Linked DNA regions of Mus musculus: region 1 is linked to region 2. A link is a contact called in public HiChIP or PLAC-seq data. All regions are on one chromosome and are shown on one strand. Each heading gives the region's core, a stretch centred on a gene start, on an enhancer-like site or on the middle of the called end of the contact. The rest is flanking DNA. Distances are from core to core; before and after follow the strand shown. Region 1 has its middle 34 kb from the start of Tas1r2. Region 2 has its middle 65 kb from the start of Iffo2.

Region 1 (5,079 bases), core at 942-3,441, 180 kb before region 2:
GGATTCACGCTGTCGAAGGACTAAAGACTCCTGGGAGTTGTCCTCTGACCTTCAGATGCTGTGTGTTACACATACATGCCCCTCCCACACAAATAAATAAAGTGTAATTAAAAGGTAAAGCCCCCTTCCCCTGCCATGCTCAGGAGTGTAGGCGCTGGGCACCTCCCCAGGGGACCCAACTGGCCACATCAGGCTATCCAGGCAGGGTTCCACCACAGGATCCACCTCAGACACGCCCAACTTCCTACCACAATGACTGCCGCTCTCTACCTCACCTTCCAGCTCCAGGACAGCCAGGGTTAATAACCACATCCCCAGCACTACATAAAAAAGGCAAGAAGGCAGGGTACCCCCTGAGCCCCACCCCCACCCCCAAGCTGGCCAAGCAGCTGTCTCCCCACATCCAGGATTACCAGGCTCCCAGGGGCCGGGGAGGAAGCACATTACATTCTTGAGGGCCTTATGTCAGGCTGGCTGCTTCCCCCCAACACACACAGACCTCCAATCCCCTCCTCACTCCCCTGCCAAGACGGCTGGGCAGGCATGGAGCCAGCCAGGCTGGGCACAAACCACCCCGCTGGATGGCCTTCCCTCCTCTCTTTCCTTCCTTTGCCTGCAAAGCAAGGTCACACCCACTACAACAGTCTGATACAAGGGACAGAGGGCACCTCACAGGAGCCACCCTTACACACGCTCTCACTCTCTAAATCCTCCGTCATCAACTCCATTCTGCAGACAGGAAGCTGAGGCTCAGTGAGGGTGAACAGGTAGCCCAAGGTCACACAACTACCATGCGGCATGGCTGGGATTCAAACCCAGGACTTCTGGCTGCGAAGTGAACAGGCTTAAAGTCACTGGTGTGTCTGCTTACAATGGCTCATTTTCTCCCCATTTCCCTGCCCCCAGCTGCTCAGTTTGTGGCTACTCCATTAAGGTCAACCCCAGTTATGGTTGGGGTCACATAGCAAACTTCCTTCCTTGTCTTTCCAGAACTGTCTCTCTGCCTCCGGTAGCTGTGTGACTTTGGAGAAGGCAGTTCCCTCTCTGTTCGCCACCCACTTTCTGCACATGGATATCAGAATGGGAAGCACTGGTGCAGAGGCTGCAAAGTGGATATGTCTTGTTGGAGCTCCATGCCCTCAGCCAGCCATGATGTGGGCCCAGGTGTGAGGCAGGAGCACTGTAACAGGCCCAGGTGGGAGGCAGGTGCACTGTAACAGGCCCAGGTGGCAGGCAGGTGCAGTGTAACAGGCCCAGGTGGGAGGCAGGTGCACTGTAACAGGCCCAGGTGGCAGGCAGGTGCAGTGTAAAAGGCTCAGGTGGGAGGCAGGTGCACTGTAACAGGCCCAGATGGGAGGCAGGTGCAGTGTAACAGGCCCAGGTGGGAGGCAGGTGCAGTGTAAAAGGCCCAGGTGGCAGGCAGGTGCAGTGTAAAAGGCTCAGGTGGGAGGCAGGTGCACTGTAACAGGCCCAGGTGGGAGGCAGGTGTACTGTAACAGGCCCAGGTGGGAAGCAGGTGCACTGTAACAGGCCCAGGTGGGAGGCAGGTGCACTGTAACAGGCCCAGGTGGGAGGCAGGTGCAAACAGGAAGGTGGAAAGGAGAGCAGGTAATCAGGAAATGTCCTGAAATATACCTCATCCCTCGGTGACACATGCCAGCCTCCTACCTCCCAGGTGCCCTCTGAGAGGCTTCCACCTACTTGCTATGGACTGTCCAGAATTACTCTCTGGACTCACCTAAACAGCAGGAAGGAATCAAAAGGCTTAGAGGCCGGGAGGGGCGGGGGGGGGGAGGCCTTGGGTGTTTCTTGGGGTGGAGCCAGTCCAGGGACATACAGAAAGTCCGGTGAGCTGAGGTTAGACCAGGAACTGAGACCTAAGACAGATTTATCTTGTGAAGCCAGGTCATATCTTAGGACGTCCACGCTGAGCCCACTGATCCTGATTGGGAACAGAATCACCCAGAGGCCCCCACCCACCCTTGGCACCTTTCTGAGTACTCGGCCCTTCGTGCCTCCCTCCACAGGCTCATGACATTGTTCTTGGTTAAATACAGACCACGCCTGACCACAGGCCTCTTTGTTTAACTCTCTGTGTGTGAATTCTTTATTCACAGTTCCTTTTAGACCCGTATTTGCTCAAATATTTGGTGACTCAAAGCAGAGGCTGAGAGTTGGGCATCTATTTCCCTAGTGTGGTTGGTAGAGCGCTTGTCCGGCATGCATTCACGGGGCCCTGGGTCCTGCCCCCAGCACTGCATGGGGTGGCTGACGTGCATACTCACAACACTCCAGAGGGAGGCAGAGGCAAGGAGATCACAAGTTCAAGGTCATGGTAAGTTTGGGGCTAGCCTGGGATGCATGAGACCCCCCCCCCCAAGGAAGGAAGGAAGAAAGACAGAGGGTTGGGGAGAGGGAAGAAATGGAAGAAGAAAAAAAGCCCACAGTGGCGGGCAGCTGGGCGTGGCCTGACAGATGGAATCCCTAAACTCTGTCAACGCATGTCATCAATGGTCCTTGTCACAGTCAACTCTTCCTGCAGCAAAGAAAGCACCAAAGGCCCTGCTGTCTCCTGAACCTATATTACCCACAGCAGTGGCCACTGCCGCCGCAAGGCTATCACCACACACTGTAAGTGACAGGCCCCCTTCATCACAACATTGCAACAGCCCTGGGTGTTCCTGGTCTTGTCCATGTGTCCCTCAGAGGACAGGAGGGCATAGGAGGTGGGGTGGGGGAGGGCAGGGAAGATACACCAGAAATGCAAGGTTGCTTCAATTCACATTCTAATGTGCAGAGGAGACAACAAGGAATGCTGGGAAGTTTCTAAAGCAGCTTGGAAAGAGGGAGCTGGAGAAGAAAAGATGTGGTGTTGGAGTAGGTAGCCTTGTGCTAACCCTGGCACCCTCCCTGCCTTGTCGCTGTCCACTGAAGCCACTTCTCTGTGGAGCAGGTGGGAAGACATTCTACCCGCCCTCTTCAGGCACTTCTCATATCCCATGAGCTCGCACCACCCTGGGGACTCTAGGCCAGGAGACACCACAGTTCAGAAAGGCAAGGGTCTGCGCAGGGTCAGTGCAGCCCAATGGTCAGTGCACACAGCCCTGATGGCCTGTCCTGGGCTGTGCACATCCCACGAGTCCCCACTACCGCCCCATCGCCTGTCAGGCTCTGAGAAGCAGCCTTCTCCTGTGTCACAGAGAGGGAAATGAAGGTGTTCAGAAACACATTTTGATTGATGTCATCTAGTTTATAAGAGGAGACCTGGGCTTTCAGCCTTTAGCCTGGACAGAGGTTCTATACTTGAGACAAGCCCTGCCAAGCACTGCAGTGGCAAAGGAGACTGGGGGCAGGAATACACAGAAGGGACAGGCCCGAGGGGCCTTGTACAGGGACTCAGTACAAACTCTCTTCTCTACGTGGCCAAGCTGTCTAGGCTAAAAACTATGCTGCTTTTCATAATGCCTGCTACACGCTGGACATCATCCGCAGAACCACCAGACCCTCTCCCCACCCCCGAATATTCTCGTAACTACATCCAGGCCCTTTGTTTGTTTGCTTCCTTTTCTGAGATAGCATCTCCCTCTGTGCGGGTGCTGAGCTTGAACTCAGGACCCTCCCGCCTTAGCCTCCTGACTGGCAGGCTGAGAGGCATGTGCCACCAAGCTGGGCTTGCATCTTAGGATCGTTCAGGCTCAAATCAGATATGGACCATTTCTGCTGATGTTTCTCACCCCAGGCAGCACACACACTCATACTCACACACACACACCACTCAACACAACACACATACATACAATATACACACATACACAACAACACACATGTATACATACAGAACACACGCAACATACCACACACACATATACCATGCATACAACACAACACACACACATACAACACAACACATACATACAACACACATATACTTCACAAACACAACACACACATACAGCACAGCACACACATACAATACACATACAACACACAAAACACACACACACACAACACACACATACTATACACACAACACACACACATACAACACACACACACAAAACACATACTTGTAAAACATACACCCAACATACCATGCACACACCACACACAACACATACATATACCACACACACATACAACTCACACTACCTGCTATCCTAAGGTCAAATCCCTTGAGGAGGGCCTGGCCCTTGCTTGGCCAACACCTACCTCCCACTCATGGCTCTCTCTGGCAGGAAGGTGCTCTCCCCATAACTATGTCCCACCTCACCCCACAGGCCTCAGCACTAACACCAGCCCTCAGACCCGAGTCACTTTCCCTCCGTCACCCTGTCTCACACACGCCAGCCACTGCTCACCTGGTCTTGGGTAGGCTGACCCTCACTCAGCACTGTTCCTCCACTGGCTTGGACAAGGGTGGGTCTCATGGTGGGGACTTCCACCCCGGACACTAACGCTCTGGTCCCTATGACACCAGCAAGTTCCTCTCCACACAGAACCTCAGTTTCCCTATCTGTGTACCAAGGGTGTTAGGTACACACAGCACGCAGATGCACTAGTGTCACCCATAGCAATAGTGACAGAGCGGCCCCCTGCTGGTTTTGGAAGACTCTAGTGAGTGCCCAACCTGGATGGGGTATCTAGGTCCTGGGTCAGCCTGAAGTGGCCATTCTCTTACACAGAGGTCAATGGCAGCTCAAACCTGACTTTCACACTGCCCTGTTCTTCAAGCCACCTTGTTGTTTACACCTCTTGGGATTTTAAAAAATCCTGTTATTTTCATTCTGTGTATGTGTGTATTGTTTTGCTTGTATGTATGTATGTATGTATGTATGTATATGTAAGAGCCTGTGGAGGCCAGGAGAGGTCACTTGATCCCCTGGACTGGAGATGCAGACAGTTGTGGACGCTAGAATTGGACCCAGCCCTCTGCAAGAGCAGCTGAGTCTCCTATTCAGTCCCTTGGTCTTGATTCCCGTCATTCTCTAAGAAAGGGTTGTGATAAACGCACACGTGTACATGCACACAAACACACAGGAAACACAAATATAAACATAAATATATGCACACACATAAGCT
Region 2 (5,058 bases), core at 1,555-4,054:
TGTGACCTCCCACCTGACCAGACAACAGTGGGGATAAGAGAAGAGTCAGAGCCATCCCCACTGTGGGTGAGACAGTGACACCCACTAGCAGAGCTGCCTTTAATTCAGAGAACAGTCCCCTCCCACTACCACCTCTTAGGTACCTGGTCTCCTGGAACAGTTTAGAACAAGGCTGAGCTGTTTCAAAGTAACAAGGAACCAAGAACAGTTGGCTTTGTTTGCTATGCACTGTGTAAGAAACTGTATCCCTAGCCCTGGACAGTTACCACATCCAGGAGAGGTGGTTTCATGGGACAAGGCATGGCCTGCTGTCAAATCAGTAAACACTAGCTAGTGTTTACTGATGCCTGATCCATGGCAAAGACTCCACTCACTGAGACTCTGACACCGAGGTGACATCAAAGCTCTGGGAGATTCAAGCCAAGCCCAAAGCCACTCTGCTGTCCAGGCTGACCTGCAGCTACAATCAGATCTGGATAATTCCAGGTCCTGTGACATACAGAACACGCCAACATCCTTCATCCTGTTGGTTGAACCCCTAGAATGGCCACCACCATCTTTCCTTGAAGAGCTAAGACAGAGAGATGCCTTGGCAAGAATTCAGAGAACCCCTCCATCACAGATGATTCTAGAAGGTAGATCTGAACTCTGGTCTGTGGGAGAACAGAGGCCAGGACACTGTAGTGAAACATCCTGAGTGTTCTGTCCCCAGGAAGGTCCTGTCAGAGGTCGAATCCTCCTCAAGGACAACATGACAAGAGTCCTGCAAGGCTGGATGCTGGGTGCACAAAGGACTAGGAGTTCTGTCACGCCAGGTTTCACATTCTGTCTGTCCGTCTGATGCCTGCTATCGGTACTTACCCTCCACATTAGTTACTTTTCTCATTGTTGTAACAAGATGCCTGACAGAAGCAACTTGAGGAGGAAGGCTTACGTGGGCTCACGGTTTGAGGGTGCACAGCCCATCATGGCGGGGAAAGGCACGATGGCAGAAGCATGAGCCACGGGAAGGAAGCAGAGAGAGACGGATGCTGGTCCTCAGCTCACTTTCTTTTTGAATCAGTCCAGGACCCCAGCCTATAGGATGGTGCCGCCCACATTCAGAATCAGTCTTCCTACCTCAGTTAACCCAGTCTAGAAAGTCTCTCATAGACTAATCCAGAGGCTTGTCTCACAGGTGACGTTGGATCCCGTCGAGCTGGCCACCAACCACCACATACCCCTGCCCGCTACCCCCGCTGCCCACTCCTGGGATTTCCTGGTTGTCTGACGCCTCACACTGTGATGTCATTGCTGAAGCCTCAACCCAGCAGCCTAGTCTCTGCAGCTAGCTAACGAACCACCCAGAACTCAATGACAGAAAATAGTCACTTCGTGGGACTTAGCCTGGGCTTTGGGGGATCAGGGCACATCAGGAACTCTGACAGGAAGACTTGAGGGTGACTCAAAGGCTAGGAGCTGGAGTCATGTAGGGTCTTAACTTGCATGGGCCGGTAGGTCTTGGAATGTAACATCTCTCTCCCTCTCTCTCCCTCTCTCTTTCTGTCTCCATCTCTCCCTCCCCCCGCCCCCACAGCTTCTGTGAAGGACTCTGGGCTTCCTCACAGCATCACAGTCAAGTTCCAAGAAGGACAGTCCCAGCAAGATGGGGAGGCTTTCATGGGCTAAGGAGATTTGGATTTGGATCCCTAGTACCTAACTAAAAAGCACACATGTGACCCAGACCTGTGGTGGGTGGAGGCAGGAGAATTGCAGGGCTTCCTGGGCAGCCAGTTAGCTGACACAGTAAGCTCTCAGTTCTGTGAGAAACTCTGACCCAAGAGAATATGGCGGAGAGTGACAGAGCAGGACATCCCATGTCCTCTGACCTGCATATGTGTGCACATGGACACATGCACACATACCCTCCTCAAACACAAGAGCTGGGACATGGCTCGGTGGTTGAAAACATGTGTGAGAGAGACCCCGGGCTTGATTCCCAGCAATGCAAAAATAAGTGAGAGACAGACAGACAGACAGACAGACAGACAGACAGAGAAGAATTGTATGATCTGAGCTTGAAGGCCATAGGGTATCCCGCACAAAGTTGCATATAAGTATATAAGGCTATGGCCAGGTTTGAATGCAGGGGATGTGGCTAGGAGGGACATGGAGGCTGTATTACAAGAAGAACAAAGAAGGCAGACAGGACTGCAGCCTCCTCTGGAAAACTCTAGCCTACTACACATGGCTCTTCATATGGGATATATTCACCCTGCAGTGGGAAAGGGCTTCCTGCACTCGCTGACTCCACCCCCACCACAGAACTCTCTCTCTCTCTCTCTCTCTCTCTCTCTCTCTCTCTCTCTCTCTCTCTCTCTCTCTCTCTCTCTCTCTCTCTCTCTCTCTCTGCCTCCTGGCCCACCTCCACCCACCCTGCAGGGATCCAGCTCTGACCAACATTCCCCCTGACTGAGATGGGGCTCTTCTTGTTCACCACTCCATTGTCACCAAGGACAATGGTCTGTCTACTTACTGGTCTCCAGTAGATGGAATCCTACATACGTAGGGATGGCATTTACCCCAAATACCACTATATCCGCCGCCCCACCCCCACCCCGCACCTAGCCACATTCTAGACCCTTTAGGGGCTTCTACTGGCAACCACTCCCCCACCCCCGCCCCAGACACCATGGGGGCTTCCCCTGCTCTCCCATGGCTCCTCAACTGCCAGCAGGTGCTTGGCAGGCCAGAGGGCAGGAAAGAGCACCTCCCCCTGCTGCCAAGGCCCACTGTTGTTCCAGTGAAAGAGGCAACAAATTACTGGGCTCAAAGGGCAGCCATTAAAACCCAGGCATTGTTCTGGGGCTGCTAATTGCATACCTGAGGAGTGAGGCCACCTGGCCCGCAGTAGTTGCCACAAACCTCTGCCCACAGTACCAGGCCCAGGGTTGGTGGCAGGGAGCCAGGGTAGGATTAGGGGAGCAGGATGGGTGGCCCCAAAGCCATCACCTGGAAAGCCCCTGCCCAAGGCCTGCTGGTCTACCTCTGGGTCACTGAGTCCAAAAGCCAGCACTCTTGACCAGTTTGCAGGGTGATTTTGGAGGCCAAGTGAAGACTGGAGTATATAAACTCTAGCCCCATCCAAAGCCATGCAGAGCCCCTCAAGGCAGGTCCTACTCCTCCTGAGAGGGCTTCAAGATGACCCAGACAAGAGTGACAGGAGACAGGGACGGTCGTCTAGGAAGCGGGTCCCTCAGGAGCAGTGGGCCCAAGGTCAAGTGTTCCATCTCTCTGGGGAGTTACCAGAAAGCCAGGGGAGTTTACCTCAAGGCTTCCTCAGAGCCTGGGCAGGGACCTAGCTACAGTTGCCTGCTTGGACAGCTTTGTACAGTATGTGAGAGATAGTGGGGTTTGCAGTATTGTGTATGTGCATGCGTGCACATGTGTGCTCAGGTGTACATATTCAGAAGAGAATACAGAATATAGGGTGTCCTATTTAAAATTCTCATCCTGCCATATTCCTTTAAGACAGGGCATCTCAGTGGCCCTGGAGCTAGGCTGGTGGCCAGCAAACCCCAGCAATCCTCCTGTCTCTATTCCACAGAGGACCGGAGTTACAGGTACACATACAGCCATGCCCGGTCTTTAATGCGGGTGCTGGGGAATCCAACCTCAGATCCTCACGCACCAAAACACGCTCTTACCCCTGGGCCCTCTCCCCAGCTCTTGTTTGTTTTTGAGACAGGGTCTCGTGTAGTCCGGGCAGGCCTGGCACTCTATAAAGCAGATGGCTTTGAACTTCTGACCCTCCTGCTCCAACTACCGAGTGCCAGGATGACGGCTGCCTCATCAGGCTTGACTTCTGTAATCTTGAATCGTCTACTGTGGCTGGGCGAGGGAACGTGCATCTGTAAGTCTGTATTTAGACACCTAAGGCAGGAAGAGAGTGAGCTCAAGTCTGTCCTTATCTCAAGGGACTGAACAAAAGTCGCGGAGACTCGAGACCAGCAGCCAAGTGCTGTGGTGCACACTTGCAAGAGCGTAAATTTGTCTCAAAAAAAAAAAAAAAAAAAAAACAGGGAAAGGCTGGCAGTATAGCTCAGTGGGTAGAGTGTTTGTCTAGTATGCAGGACGCCCCGGGGGTTTGAGCCTCAGCACTGAAAAAACCAGGCTGGTGGTACAGAAAGTGGAGGCAGGAGGATTAGAAATTCAGTCATGCTTAGCTGTAGATTAAATTTGACTTTAGATACGATCATGTTTCAACAACAAAAGCAACAACAAGATGTTGGGTCTGATGGCTAGGCATGGTTCCGCTCACCTTAGGGGGCAGAGACAGACAGAACTCTGAGTTCAAGGCTAGCCTGATCTACTTAGAGTGTTCCAGGACAGCCAGGGCTACATAGAGAGACCGTATCTTTTTAAGGAGGAGGAGGAAGGGGGAAGGGAAGGGGAGAGAAGGAAAAGGAAAAGAAGAGGAAGGAAGGGAGGAAGGAAAGAAGGAAGGAAGGACAAGACAGGACACTGGGTCCACAGATGGCTCAGCAGATAAAGGCCATCACTGGCAAGTCTGACAACCTGAGTTTGATCCCAGAATGCACAGGGTGAAAGGAGAGAACTTAGTCCTCAAAGATATCCTATGACCCCCACGTGTGTGCTGTGGCATCTGCATACCTACCTACCCACACAGTAAATAAGCGGGTAGTGGATGGGCCCCGGCAGTCCCTAGAAGCAGATATGCGGACAGTCAACAGCGCAGACCTTTAAGAGGGAAGGGCTGAGTTAGGGCTGGAGAGCCAGCTCAGTGGGAAAGCGCACCTGTCGCTATGACAGAGTGGCAGCTCACAGCCATCTAGTTCTGGAGCACCCAATGCCCCTCTTGGGACCTCTGTGGACAGCAGGCATAAACACTATGCACATTCATATATGTGCATACATTCATAGACATAAAATATATCTTCAAAATACGACGGAGTGCCGTGTGGGTGAGGGGCTGAGGCGGGTTGCACCTCTGTTTGCTCACCTGTAGAATGGGGACACGGGTATATCTACTGCTCCTTGCACCCTATGAGCTGTGGT

Evidence for each region. HiChIP or PLAC-seq counts read pairs in DNA pulled down with a chosen protein or histone mark.
Region 1: an HNF4G HiChIP or PLAC-seq map of pancreatic cancer cells shows a contact between it and region 2. The contact joins two enhancer-like sites. A contact is called at or near these places in 7 of 484 Hi-C or Micro-C datasets (embryonic stem cells and nephron progenitors) and 3 of 115 datasets of contacts at active chromatin or transcription factors (embryonic stem cells and pancreatic cancer cells).

What each region holds. Positions count from the first base shown.
Region 1 is chr4:139,685,248-139,690,326 of GRCm38.p6, reverse strand. No RefSeq gene overlaps it. Among named protein-coding and RNA genes, the nearest start is that of Tas1r2, 34 kb to the right of the region's middle. Within about 2 kb of position 2,191, at least 14 of the 459 cell types and tissues checked have an H3K27ac peak or open chromatin away from gene starts, as enhancers often do. A contact at or near this core is called in pancreatic cancer cells, where this site is marked.
Region 2 is chr4:139,507,022-139,512,079 of GRCm38.p6, reverse strand. No RefSeq gene overlaps it. Among named protein-coding and RNA genes, the nearest start is that of Iffo2, 65 kb to the left of the region's middle. Within about 2 kb of position 2,804, at least 14 of the 459 cell types and tissues checked have an H3K27ac peak or open chromatin away from gene starts, as enhancers often do. A contact at or near this core is called in pancreatic cancer cells, where this site is marked.